2 separate regions of the Mus musculus genome follow, and region 2 is linked to region 1. The links are chromatin contacts, called in public promoter capture Hi-C maps. All regions are on one chromosome and are shown on one strand. Each heading gives the region's core, a stretch centred on a gene start, on an enhancer-like site or on the middle of the called end of the contact. The rest is flanking DNA. Distances are from core to core; before and after follow the strand shown. Region 1 holds the start of Bcas1os2 (breast carcinoma amplified sequence 1, opposite strand 2). Region 2 holds the start of Dpm1 (dolichol-phosphate (beta-D) mannosyltransferase 1).

The links. Promoter capture Hi-C pulls out the DNA fragments that hold promoters and counts their contacts.
Region 2: a promoter capture Hi-C map of pre-B cells shows a contact between it and region 1, with 2.7 times the contacts expected there. The contact joins the promoter of Dpm1 here to the promoter of Bcas1os2 in region 1. A contact is called at or near these places in 1 of 39 promoter capture datasets (pre-B cells) and 1 of 115 datasets of contacts at active chromatin or transcription factors (large pre-B cells).

What each region holds. Positions count from the first base shown.
Region 1 is chr2:170,352,535-170,357,895 of GRCm38.p6, reverse strand. Bcas1os2 (breast carcinoma amplified sequence 1, opposite strand 2) reads right to left here and starts at 1,535. Exons shown (of 8, transcript NR_040610.1): 1 at 1,498-1,535; 2 at 977-1,098. It overlaps Bcas1 (breast carcinoma amplified sequence 1), which reads left to right. Exons shown (of 13, transcript NM_029815.2): 11 at 1,583-1,648.
Region 2 is chr2:168,228,086-168,234,067 of GRCm38.p6, reverse strand. It overlaps Dpm1 (dolichol-phosphate (beta-D) mannosyltransferase 1), which reads left to right and starts at 3,689. Exons shown (of 9, transcript NM_010072.4): 1 at 3,689-3,875. The coding sequence starts at 3,715. Mocs3 (molybdenum cofactor synthesis 3) reads right to left here and starts at 3,446. Exons shown (of 1, transcript NM_001160330.1): 1 at 1,765-3,446. The coding sequence starts at 3,433. The coding sequence ends at 2,051. Gm20716 (predicted gene 20716) reads left to right here and starts at 3,689. Exons shown (of 12, transcript NR_132310.1): 1 at 3,689-3,875.

The sequences.
Region 1 (5,361 bases), core at 286-2,785:
GCATGGTGCTGGAGAGGCAGCTGAGCCCCCATACATAACCACAGGACACAGGAAGGGAGAGGGGGTGAGAGAGACAGAGACAGAGAGAAACAGACAGAGACAGACAAACGGATTGGCTTGTGCTTTTGAAACCTCAAAGCCCATCCCACTGACATACTTCCTTCAGTAAGGCCCCACCTCCTGATCCTTTCCTCTGACACTTTGAGCGTCATCTCTCAGACTGAAGAGCAGCATCTAACACTAATCCCTCAGAATGCATTTGAGCTCCTGTAAGGTTTTCTTTGTCGTGCGTGTCTGGTATGTGTGCTTATATATGTTTGCCTGTACCTGTGCACATGTGCACCTGAGGCTGATGTTGAGAGTCTTCCTTACGTGTTAAGGGTGTGGTCTCTTGGTTGAACCAGGGGCTCTCAGATACAACTAGCCTATGTTAGCCAGGAATCCTGTTTCCACCTTCCTCCAGTGCACTGGAATCACAAATGGCCGCCATGCCCACCCAGCCTCTTGGGGTCTGGGCTCTGTCTTCACACCTGCCGCTTGCATGGAAGGTGCTTTAGCCACCCGGCCAGCTCCCGACCCGCCTCTCATGTTATCAGGATGAAGTGTTCTGAGCTGTGCTGTGCTCTGTGAGTGTGTGCTGTCTGCTAAGAGAACATCCCAGTTGATAGCGGTGCAGTTGGGAGTCCCCGCTTCCTGAGCAGCTGGGAGGAGATGATACTAACCAATGAGCGCGCATCCTCACGTCACGTGGGAGTTTGAGCGCACCAGCACAGTTTGTGGCCAGTTAGAGCACAGCTCAGAGCCCCCTGAGGAGCTTGTTAAACACGGGTGGCTGAGCCCCAGGCCCAGAGTTTCTGATTCTGTGGATCTGGATCTAAGCAGATGTGAAGAACTTACATCTCTCTAACGAGTCCCCTGGTGAGTCTGGTGCCTCTGGGCCTGTGGCCACACCTTTGGAACCGGTTGCTTAGCTCACCTGGTTGAAGGAATCAAAGATGCAGATTTGACTAGGTACCGCCCTGTTGAGGAAGCCACTGGCTCTAGGGGGCGCTAAAGGATGGAGGATGGGTGCTCATTAACTCAACTCTCCTCCACTGCCTAAAAGTAGCAAAAAAAAAAAAAAAAAAGTTAGCAGGCAAGTTCATTCATTTATTCATTCATTCACTCATATCTCTAACCTCCTTTTCCTTCCAACATTACTTTCTTCCCCTCCTTCTTCTGAAAGAGGATCTCATTTAGCCTAGGCTATCTCATAGTCCTACTGCCCCCGCCCCTAAATGCTGGGTTTACAAGTGTTTTCCTGGGGAGACAGGAGCAAATGTCTATTTAGCTCATATATAATTTTTATTTCATTTATTTGTTTGATTGATTGTTGTTCCTTCGGGACGCTAATACTTGAATTCAGCAGACTCTGATGACACAGCCCCAGCTCTCCGAGTGACCCCTTTCCATTCCTGTCTGTATCCTAAATATCAAGGATAAATGAGGGGGGTTCACCGTCGTCATTGTCATCGTCGTCGTGCGTGCACCTGTGCACCGTTGCTGTGGTTACTGAAAGGATACTGTCTGTTTGTTGTTGTAGTCAGTGAGATCGAGCGAAGGGATCCCCCGCTCGGAAGAAAGTAACGTGAAAGACTCCAGCTGCCAAGTAAGTGACCGTGAACTCAGCCTGCGGGCAGGTTCAGCCTCGCGACCTGGAAGTTCATATCCACTTGTGAAACATTGCCTGGTTAAGCACCCACTGTATACCCAGCAGTATTGGGCTCTACAGACATGGTATGGGGCGAGTCCTCAGCGCTTCTCTCTCCATGTAGAAAGTTTCTTCCCAGACTTCCAGTGTTAGCAGAAATGTCACCTCCTCAAAGAGCTCCTGTGCCCCGCGGTCATCCCTGTCATAGAGTTTGCTCCCTTCTTGGTGCTGTAACAATTCTCATGTCTCTCCTGATCCTTCCCACCCATGTCTGGAACATTGTAGAGCAAGCAGGTGCTTCTAGGTTTCTCTCATCTTCTGTGGTGTCTGGCACAGAGACTTATTAGATCAACAATGCTCATCTCCTTGCTTTCTTTACTATTGACAAACAGAACGCTTGACATCTGTGCAGGTGCCTTCCTTTAAAAATGAGACCATGGGCTGGGTGGTGGCCCGCAGCCCTCTTCGTACAGGGTTTGCCTCACACATGGGAAGCCCTGGGCTCCATCCTGGCACTGCATAGAACCAGGCATGGTAGCACACGCCTGCAATCCCAGCACTTAGGAGGCAGAGGGAGGAAAATTAGCTGTTCAACATCATTACTAACCCCCTATTTTATAATACAGCACTCTTTTAATTTAAATAGATACTTCCATAAAAAATATCAGAGCTCTTTTGTTAACTTTAATAATACAAAGAAGTGCTTAAAAGCCTGTGTTTTAGACTCAAAGGGACTGGGTCTGATCCTGGCTTAAAGGGTTTTTCTGTTTGCTTGTTTTTATGGATTTTTTTGCTATAGTTGTTTGGAAAGATTGCCAATCTCCCAGTCCCTCAGTTCCCTTACCTAGGAGGATGTAGGGGACGCAGACTCCATAGAGCAAGCGTCCTGCCTAGATGAATCAGTACTGGGCAAGCACTAGGAACACTCCTGGTGTGGAGGCTCAATAAACAATTTAATGTCAGGGTAGGCTGCCAGAGCGAAACGCCATACAGTGAGTGACTCAAACCACAGGAATTTCTCTCACACGTTTCTGTTGGCTGGAAAGGCTACAAGCAAAGTATTGGCGAGGTTCTCTCCCTTGCATGCAAATGGCTGCCTTCCACCTTGCAGGGGAAACGGGAGGAAAGAGGAGGAACGAGGGAAGAAGAGTGCCCCCTGGTGTCTCTTCCTAGAATGACGCTAAGCCTATGAAATCAGCTCCATCTGTAGGACCTCATTTAACGTGAATTGTTACTTTGTTGCAAACATAACCACAAAAGGAATTCGTTTTCAGGGGGTGAAGTGGAGTTGCATGATTCAGCCAACTGCGGTGCTCCTTGTCATTATTGTCAAGCTGTTGATAGGGATTCACCATCCTATTATTTTGCTTATAGCACATGAATCTACAGCATAATTCAGATTTCTACTTCTATTAATAATTATGAAAGTATATGTTTTCATATGTTATGAATATAATATTAGAAATCATGATGTTTTCCATTTATTTTTTATACCTATATTGGACCCCCAAATCTACACACAATACTGGGCACTTTGGTGCCCAAACTTTCAAAGGTTCACCTTAGAAACACAGTAAACTTACTTTATACAAAAAGGAAAAGACAGGCCAGTGAGATCCCTCAGTGGGTAAATTCTGGTCGTGACACCCTGCCAACCTGAGTTTAAATCCCAGACCATACAAAAAGATGAATATCGTGGTACACATTTGTAATCCCAGGTCTCCTATGGAAAATGGGAGGCAAAGACATAATTACCTGGAAGTTCATAGGCCAGGTAGCCTGGAGGACACCGCACAGAATCAAAAGCAAGCAAAGACCCCCAAAGCAAGAGAGACCTGCCTTAACAGGTGGAAGGAGAGAACTGACTCTGAAAGGTGTCCTCTGACATGCTCGTGCACACACACACACATACACGATGCATACTGCACACACATGCACACACACATGCCACATACCATACATACTGTATATACATGCACATATACACACACATGCCACACACGCAGATACACTACACATACATAAACACATCCGTCATACACACAGAAATATACTACACATACTACACACACATACATACGCACATGCCATACACACAGATACCCTACACATGCTGCATGCATACAAACACATACATATACACATAATCCACACATACATACCACACACAGATACACTACACATTCTGCACACACATACATGCCACACACACCCACACTGTACATAGTGCATGCAAGTACATGCATGTGCACACACACATACACACACATACACACACACACTGTACATAGTGCATGCAAGTACATGCATGTGCACACACACACACACACACATTTAAAGAAAAAATCCAGTAGACTGTCTAGTTCATCTGGACCCTGCAAAGGGACAACGATATACCAATAATTTTAGTGGTTCTAAGACAGCAGTGCCATTAGTGGCACTGAGTGGGCGGGAAACCTCCTCCTGTTTATCTGGAGGCTCGAACGTCAGTTTGAGAACTCCATTTTTCAGGTCCTTGAGAAGTGATGTGTCCTCATCAGGAGATGACAGAGGCTTTGTTTCGTCTTAGAGGGAGAAGGAAAGTAGACACCCTGTCCTCTGAGGTTTGTCCTCTCATGGGTGCTTGTAGAAGCCTGAGCACTCCTAGCCTCAGGTGGCCTCCAGAGTCCAAATAAAATGAGACACGCCAGTAGCTGTCTTCTTCCACTTCCTGCTTAGATGGTTCGCATGTGAATATTTCTGGTGTGGGTTTTGAAAAAGAGTCAGACTCGAGGTAGAACAGTCAAGTCTTCAGTATGTAATAACAAAGGCATTCTTGCTCTCAAGTGAATAACCAGATTAAACCAGGCTTGGTGACACAGACTTGAGGAGCTAGAACAAGAGGATTTGAAAGTTCAGGACCAGGCTGAGGGAGAGAGTTCAAGGACACCCTGAGCAACTTAGTAATTAATTCCCCTGCTTTAAAGCTTCAAATGGTGTAAAGTATGGATGTAGCTTGGGGATAGAGCACCTGCTGAAATTATATAACAGCCAGGCAGTGGTGACCCAGGCCTTCAATCTCAGCACTTAGGAGGCAGAGGCAGGAGGATCTCTGTGCGTTAAAGGCCAACCTGGTTTACAGAGCAAGTTCCAGGACAGCCAGAGCTACATAGAAACCCTGTCTCAGAAAAAAAAAGTCAGAATAATAATCAGATTATCTTTTAGATTTATTTTCTTTTTAATTATGTGTCTTTTAATTGTGTGTTTGTCTTCATGTGGATATGATCATGTGAACACAGGCACTTGGTCAGAAGAGGGTGTCGGATCCCATGGAGCTGGAGTTACAAGTGTCTGTGCTTAATGTGGGTCTGGAGGACTAAACTCAGGTCCTCTGCACGAGCAGCAAGAGCTATTAACATCTAAGCCATGTCTCCAGCCCAAGAAACTAGGGATGCACTGGGGAAATAAACAATACATACATACATACATACATACATACATGTATACACACATGTATACATTAGCCATGCCTACATACATCCTTATACAGTAATACGTATATACATGCATATACACATACCTATATGCACAAGTACACAAATTCATTTTTAAGCCATTAAAAAGAAAATGTAAACATGGCGGGGAAGAGGCACCCAAAGGCCTGCCCGAAGTTCTCTCACAGAAACCCACTG
Region 2 (5,982 bases), core at 2,440-4,939, 2.1 Mb after region 1:
AGGCCATGCAGGTGTGGTATTCCCGGTTATAGTCACAGCACCCCTGCTCCAGAGCCCTGCTCATCAGCCCGCTATGCTGGTCAGTGCACCTGTTCAGTGAGTTAAAGTGTCTCACAGCTGAAAGTAATGTCTGGCCTAGCTTTACACACACACACACACACCTACCTCTCAATGCTTGCAAACTGGTGACTCTGGCCTGCAGAGGGCTAGCTGTTTTTATGCTTTTTCTAAAAAATTGCCAGACACTGCTACTTGAGCTGCTTCCATGGTCTCTGCTTCTCTTAAGAAACAAAGGCCTGTGTCCAGAGAGGTGGCTTAGCACTGACTGTTCTTTCAGGGGAATGCATCAGCCTCTATTCTCAACACCCTTTCGGCAACTGTGCGCTTTGCTGTCTTCAGGAAGCAGGGTGGGTTGCCCACCTGCTCACCAAACTGTTTTCTGGTACTGGAGATGAATTCCAAGCCTTTCTGCTGCTAGGCAACTGCTCTGCCACTGACCAACACACCCAGCTCCCTTTTTTAGATTTTAATATGGGTTTCCTTTAGTTGGCCAGGCTGACCTTGGATTTAACTCTGTAGCTCACACAGGCCTAAACTTGTGATCCTCCTGCCTCAGTTAAATAGCTGGGAAGACCGACCTTCACCAGTAGGGTTGGTCAAACTGTTTACTATGCAAATAAACATAAAAATGCCTACATAAAAAATGCTGGCTGGGCGTGGTGGCCTTTGATCCCAGCAGAGGCAGGCGGATTTCGAGAGCACCTTTAATCCCAGCAGAGGCAGGCGGATTTCTGAGTTCAAGGCCAGCCTGGTCTACAGAGTGAGTTCCAGGACAGCCAGAGCTATACAGAGAAACCCTGTCTCGAAAAACAAAAACAAAACAAAACAAAATGCTGCAATAGAGTACACTGAGTCAAAGAGAAAGACAAAGGGATGGAGCAAAAGGCTGAAACTTAGGACTGGAAAATTCCAAAGCAGGCCCACAACGTAGTTAAACCAATGCCACGTGTTATCGGCCAGAGCACAAGCCAGTGGCTCTCAACCTTCCTAAAGCTGCAGCCCTTTAATAGTTCCTCAAGTTATGGTGACCCCCCACCCAACCACAAAAGTTATTTTTATAGCTATTTCATAACTGTGATTTTACTATTGTTATGAATCATAATTTAAATATCTGTTCTCCAATTATCTTAGGCAACCTTGTGAAGGGGCCATCTGACCCCCATGGGGTCTCGACCAAGAGGTTGAGAACCACTGGTATAGCCGAAGGCAGAGACTGGAGCTAAGTACAAGAAAAATGCTAGCAACTTCTGAGGGAAGCTGATGGACACATGTTGCTAAACTGTCAAGACTGCACTCTGAACTCTCAATCGGTTCTACAACAATCAACTTCCAGATAATGAAAATGCTACCCATGTTAAGTATTTTTAAGGGGTATATATAGCCTATCATTTGAAGTAGAATTAAGACTCAATATCTTTTTAAAAACGTTTTTTCTTATATTTTAAAACTTTATGTTTTGACTGCATGCATATCTGTACACCAAGACCCTGCCCGGAGCTGGAGGAGTCGAGGAGACAGCATATGATGTCCATGGAAATGGAGTTGCAGAGCCAACTCATGAATTCTGGGAGTCAAACCAGGATGTCCCGCCCCCATGGGGTAGGGGTGGGGGGTAGCCCGAGTTAAGCCATCTCTGCAACCTCACAAAGAAGACCTTAATTTAAAAATAGGATGAATGTAAGTGATTAATTCAGTTGTAAAAGCTGCATCTTAACTGTTTAATCTCAGTTTAATCTGACCGGGTGGGAAACAAAAAATCCTGTCGTACCAAGTCACATGTTGAAGGTGCTGCACAAGTGCCCAAAAGTAGCTCTCAGAGGCAATGCTATCCTCTTTTCTCAAAAAGCTCCTTGGGGGGGGGGGGGGGGGAGGTCTCCGTTTATTTATTCGGAGACCGTGAATCCAGGCTCTTCCCTACATTATTTTGTAAAGCTCGAATAGATTCTTCAGGTATCACAACCGTCATCCACACGAATCACATGCTGTCCTCTCAGTACTGTGGAAATGTCCCATCAATTTTGGCGGCCCAGGCCATGAGTCCCCCCACGATGTCCTGAACAGTTAAAGAGTCTAACTCCGGCACTGCCGTTAAGGACTGCAGGACCTTCACAGCTTTCTGGGAGTCGTTTCCCAGTTTGCAAATCACATACACCGGGAGAGCAACCCCTTCCTGCGACTCCTGCTTCCCTTTCCGGAGGGCAGCCCCTAAGAGTTTCAGGCTGTCCGCATCCCTGCGTTCCAACTGACTCAAAGGGATGTGGAGAGAGTGCGGCAGGCGACAGATGTCCACCTCTACTTGAGGCCGGACGTCCAGCAACACATGGGGCGCCCCGGAATCCAGAAGCCGCTTGTAGTCGGTCACAGAAATCCGCTCCTCGGGGCACAGCAGCTTCAGGGCGCGGCACTTGTCGGTGGCCGAGGAGCCGCAGAAGGCCTCGTAGTCCTGCAGGCGGGTCACGGTGGGCTGCTGCCCGCACACGACGCAGTCAGGCCGGCGGCGCCGCAGCCGGATCCGGCGGAAGTGGCCCCCGAGGCCGTCGAAGAGCAGCATGCTGCCGCTGTAGGAGGAGCCGAGGCCGGCGGCGATCTTGAGCACCTCGAGGGCCTGCGCGCAGCCTAGCACGCCGGGCACCGCTCCGAGCACGCCGCCGTCTGCACAGTTGGTCACTGTCTCCGGCGGGGGCGGCCGCGGGAACACGCAGCGGTAGCACGGCCCGCCGTCGTGGTGGTAGACGGTCATCTGGCCCTCGAAGCGCAGCGCGCTGGCCGACACTAGCGGCCGGCCGGCCAGCACGCACGCGTCGTTCACCAGGTAGCGCGTGGGCACGTTGTCGCAGCAGTCTGCCACCACGTCGTAGCCGCGGACCAGGTCGAGCGCCCAGTCCTCGGCGAGCGCGCGCGGGTACGCCACGCACTCCACCGCCGAGTTGAGACGGCGCAGCGCCGCGGCCGCCGAGCGAGCCTTGCTCTCGCCGGCCTGCGCCTCCCCGTGCAGGACCTGGCGGGCCAGGTTGCTCGTCTCCACCACGTCGTGGTCCACCAGCCCCAGCCTGCCTACGCCGGCCGCCGCCAGGTACTGCGCCAGCGGGCAGCCCAGCCCGCCGCAGCCCACCACGAGCACCGCCGCCGCCGCCAGGCGCAGCTGCCCGCGCACGCCCAGCTCCGGCAGCAGTAGCTGGCGGCTGTAGCGGAGGATCTCGTCCCGCGACAGCGCGGCCCGGGGCGCCAGCGGCGGCGGCGGGACCCGGAGCGGACGCTCGGGCTCCGGCTCGGCTGTCAGGGCCGCGGCCAGCCTCCGCTTGAGCGAAGCTAGCTCTTCCTCCCGCCGGGTGATTTCAGCCTGTAAGGCAGCTACGTCCTCCGGGGCAGCCATGACAGCCTCTTCCGGAAAGAGCCGGGAAGGGACTTCCGTTTCCGGTTGCCTGTCTCTTAGCGACTGGAAAACGAAGACGCTTCCTGGCCCTTGAAAGTGAAACGAATGGGTTTTTATCCGGGGAAGCCGTCACGATTGGCTTGAAACGGTCACCATATCTGGAAGTTTCCCGGGGACCACACTGGGACGTCGGAGCGCCGAGCCTCCCCCATGCTCCGAGATTTGGTACGGCCCGTGTCGGATGACGTAAGTCCGCTTCCGGCGCCTCTCGCAGAGCCGTCATGGCTTCCACGGGGGCGAGTCGCAGTCTTGCTGCGTCTCCGCGGCCGCCGCAGGGCCGCTCCTCGCGACAGGACAAGTACTCGGTGCTGTTGCCCACCTACAACGAACGGGAGAACCTGCCGCTCATCGTGTGGCTGCTGGTGAAGAGCTTCTCCGAGAGGTAGAAGGGGCTTCTCGCGCGGGGGCCGGGAGCCGGCCGCGGGCTGCAGGTCGGCGGTTGGCTGCGCGAGGAGACCCCCGGAGGCCCGGTCTCCGCTCCCTCCCGAGCCTGCTCGCGGCTTTCCCCAGCGGGGAGAACCGAGGAGCACAGCCCCGCGTCTTTCTCCTTCCTGCTCAGGTCTCTAGCGAGTCCGGTGTCTATCTGTTGACAGATCGCGCTGGCCTGCGTCCCCGGCCTGTTCTCTCTAAAGGGCTAACTTAACTTCTTTTTGACTTCGGGGCGAGGAGGTATGACCTCATACCTCTGGGCGGTCAGGATCCGCCGCCGGAGCCGGGAGTCCCGAGCCAGCGTTCTCCCCATCGCCTTGGGGCCGAGCGCTTACGTAAGCTTGTTGTTTGCGCTGTCAGAGAACTGCTGATGAGCTGGCAGGGAGCGAGCATCTTCGCCGAGTTTGATTAGGAACCCGGGCTTATTTGTGTGTTGTTTTGAAAAACACGGGGCCTTTCGCTTTGTTAGGCAGAGCCCTAGCTCTTAGGAACAAGAATTTTGATAGTGAAAGTGTTACGCATTTAAGAAAAAAAAAAAAAGGTCTCCGAACTAAACAGTAAATAAAATGCCTCCTGATGGCAGTGGCAGGACGGAGTCAGTACTTTACGGCCAGATGAGTGTCATGCTGTGATGATCATGGGCGATCTTTTACTGTCAACCTACAGAACGGGATTTTGCAGGAGTAGGATGGCGTAGCAGTGCGCTGTTTTAGACAGTGCGTCAGAAGAACACAGATTGTTTCCAGAGCTTTTTGTTTGTTGGTTGGCTTTTGCTTCTCAAACGACAATGAGGACGCTGTGCCCATATTTTCTAATAGCAAGAAAAAAATACTTGATCCCAAGCTATGCACTACAAGGGATACGTTTGCAAACGAGTTGTACCAAGTCCGAGGGCAGCTAGGGCTATATTAGCAGCCTCTGTCTCAGAAAAACAAAATACTTGGTACATAGTTCCTCTTTCTAGAAAGCACAACCTTACCGTACTGATTTGTAAAAGCCTTAGTCTGCATGGTTTGATTGGTTGAGGCAAGGTCAAAACTATGTAGCCCTGACTGGCCTGGAATTCAGATGCTGGTCTCTGCCTTCCAGGTGCTGAGATTAAAGGCGTGCACCACCACCACCACCACCCGGTTTAGGATTGCTGTTTTGGTTGCATCTGAATAAAAATCAGTTTCTATATGGTGGCCCTGTGATGTGTGGTGCGAGCATCCTTTTTCTTTATGTTTTATTTTTATTTTTTTAAGATTTATTTATTTTGTGTGAGCACACTGTAGTTCTCTTCAGACACACCAGAAGAGGACACCAGATCCCATTACAAATGGCTGTGAGCCACCATGTGGTTGCTGGGAATTGAACGCAGGACCTCTAGAAGAGCAGTTAGTGCTCTGAGCCATCTCTCCAGCCCAGGTTTTATCTTTAAATTGGCTCTGCCAGATTTTTCCAGATGTTTTAATGAGCTCTAGTTTTATATGCTAGTGTCTCTGCTCTGTTTAATTTATGAGTCCAACACCCCCGTCCCTAACCTTGGCACTCTACTTCCTTGCTCCCTCTCACGCTTTGTAACCAGGCTGGTCTGGAACACCCCAGCCTCCATCCTCAGCCTCTAAAGTTCTGGGCTATCTTTTTATTGAGTGATTTTGGGGATACTGGAGGGTGGAACTCTCCAGTGAGCTACATCCTGCAGTGGATGTTCTCCAATCAAAATGGAATTACCTTTTTCAAAATCAACATAATTTGTGTTTGGCCAAATTAAGTACCTATCCCATAGTTAGCGGGTCAGAAGGAAGCTGGTCACTGTCCCTGCTACTCTTGTGTTTTGGGGACAAGGTGCATGCAGGAACAAAAGCTGGCTGAGAACATCTGGTGCTTTGCTCATTCACTCTCCACTTTGGATTGTTTAAAACTGTTCTCTCTCGGCCTAGAGTGTCCCCTTAGGCTGGTGGATTCTTGAGTTTCTGTTATTTTAGGGGTTTCAAACCCCCACCTCCACCCCCACCTCCAGGACTGAAGGAATTACAGGAATGCCTAGTCATACCTATTCTTTTGGTTCCTGGGTTTCC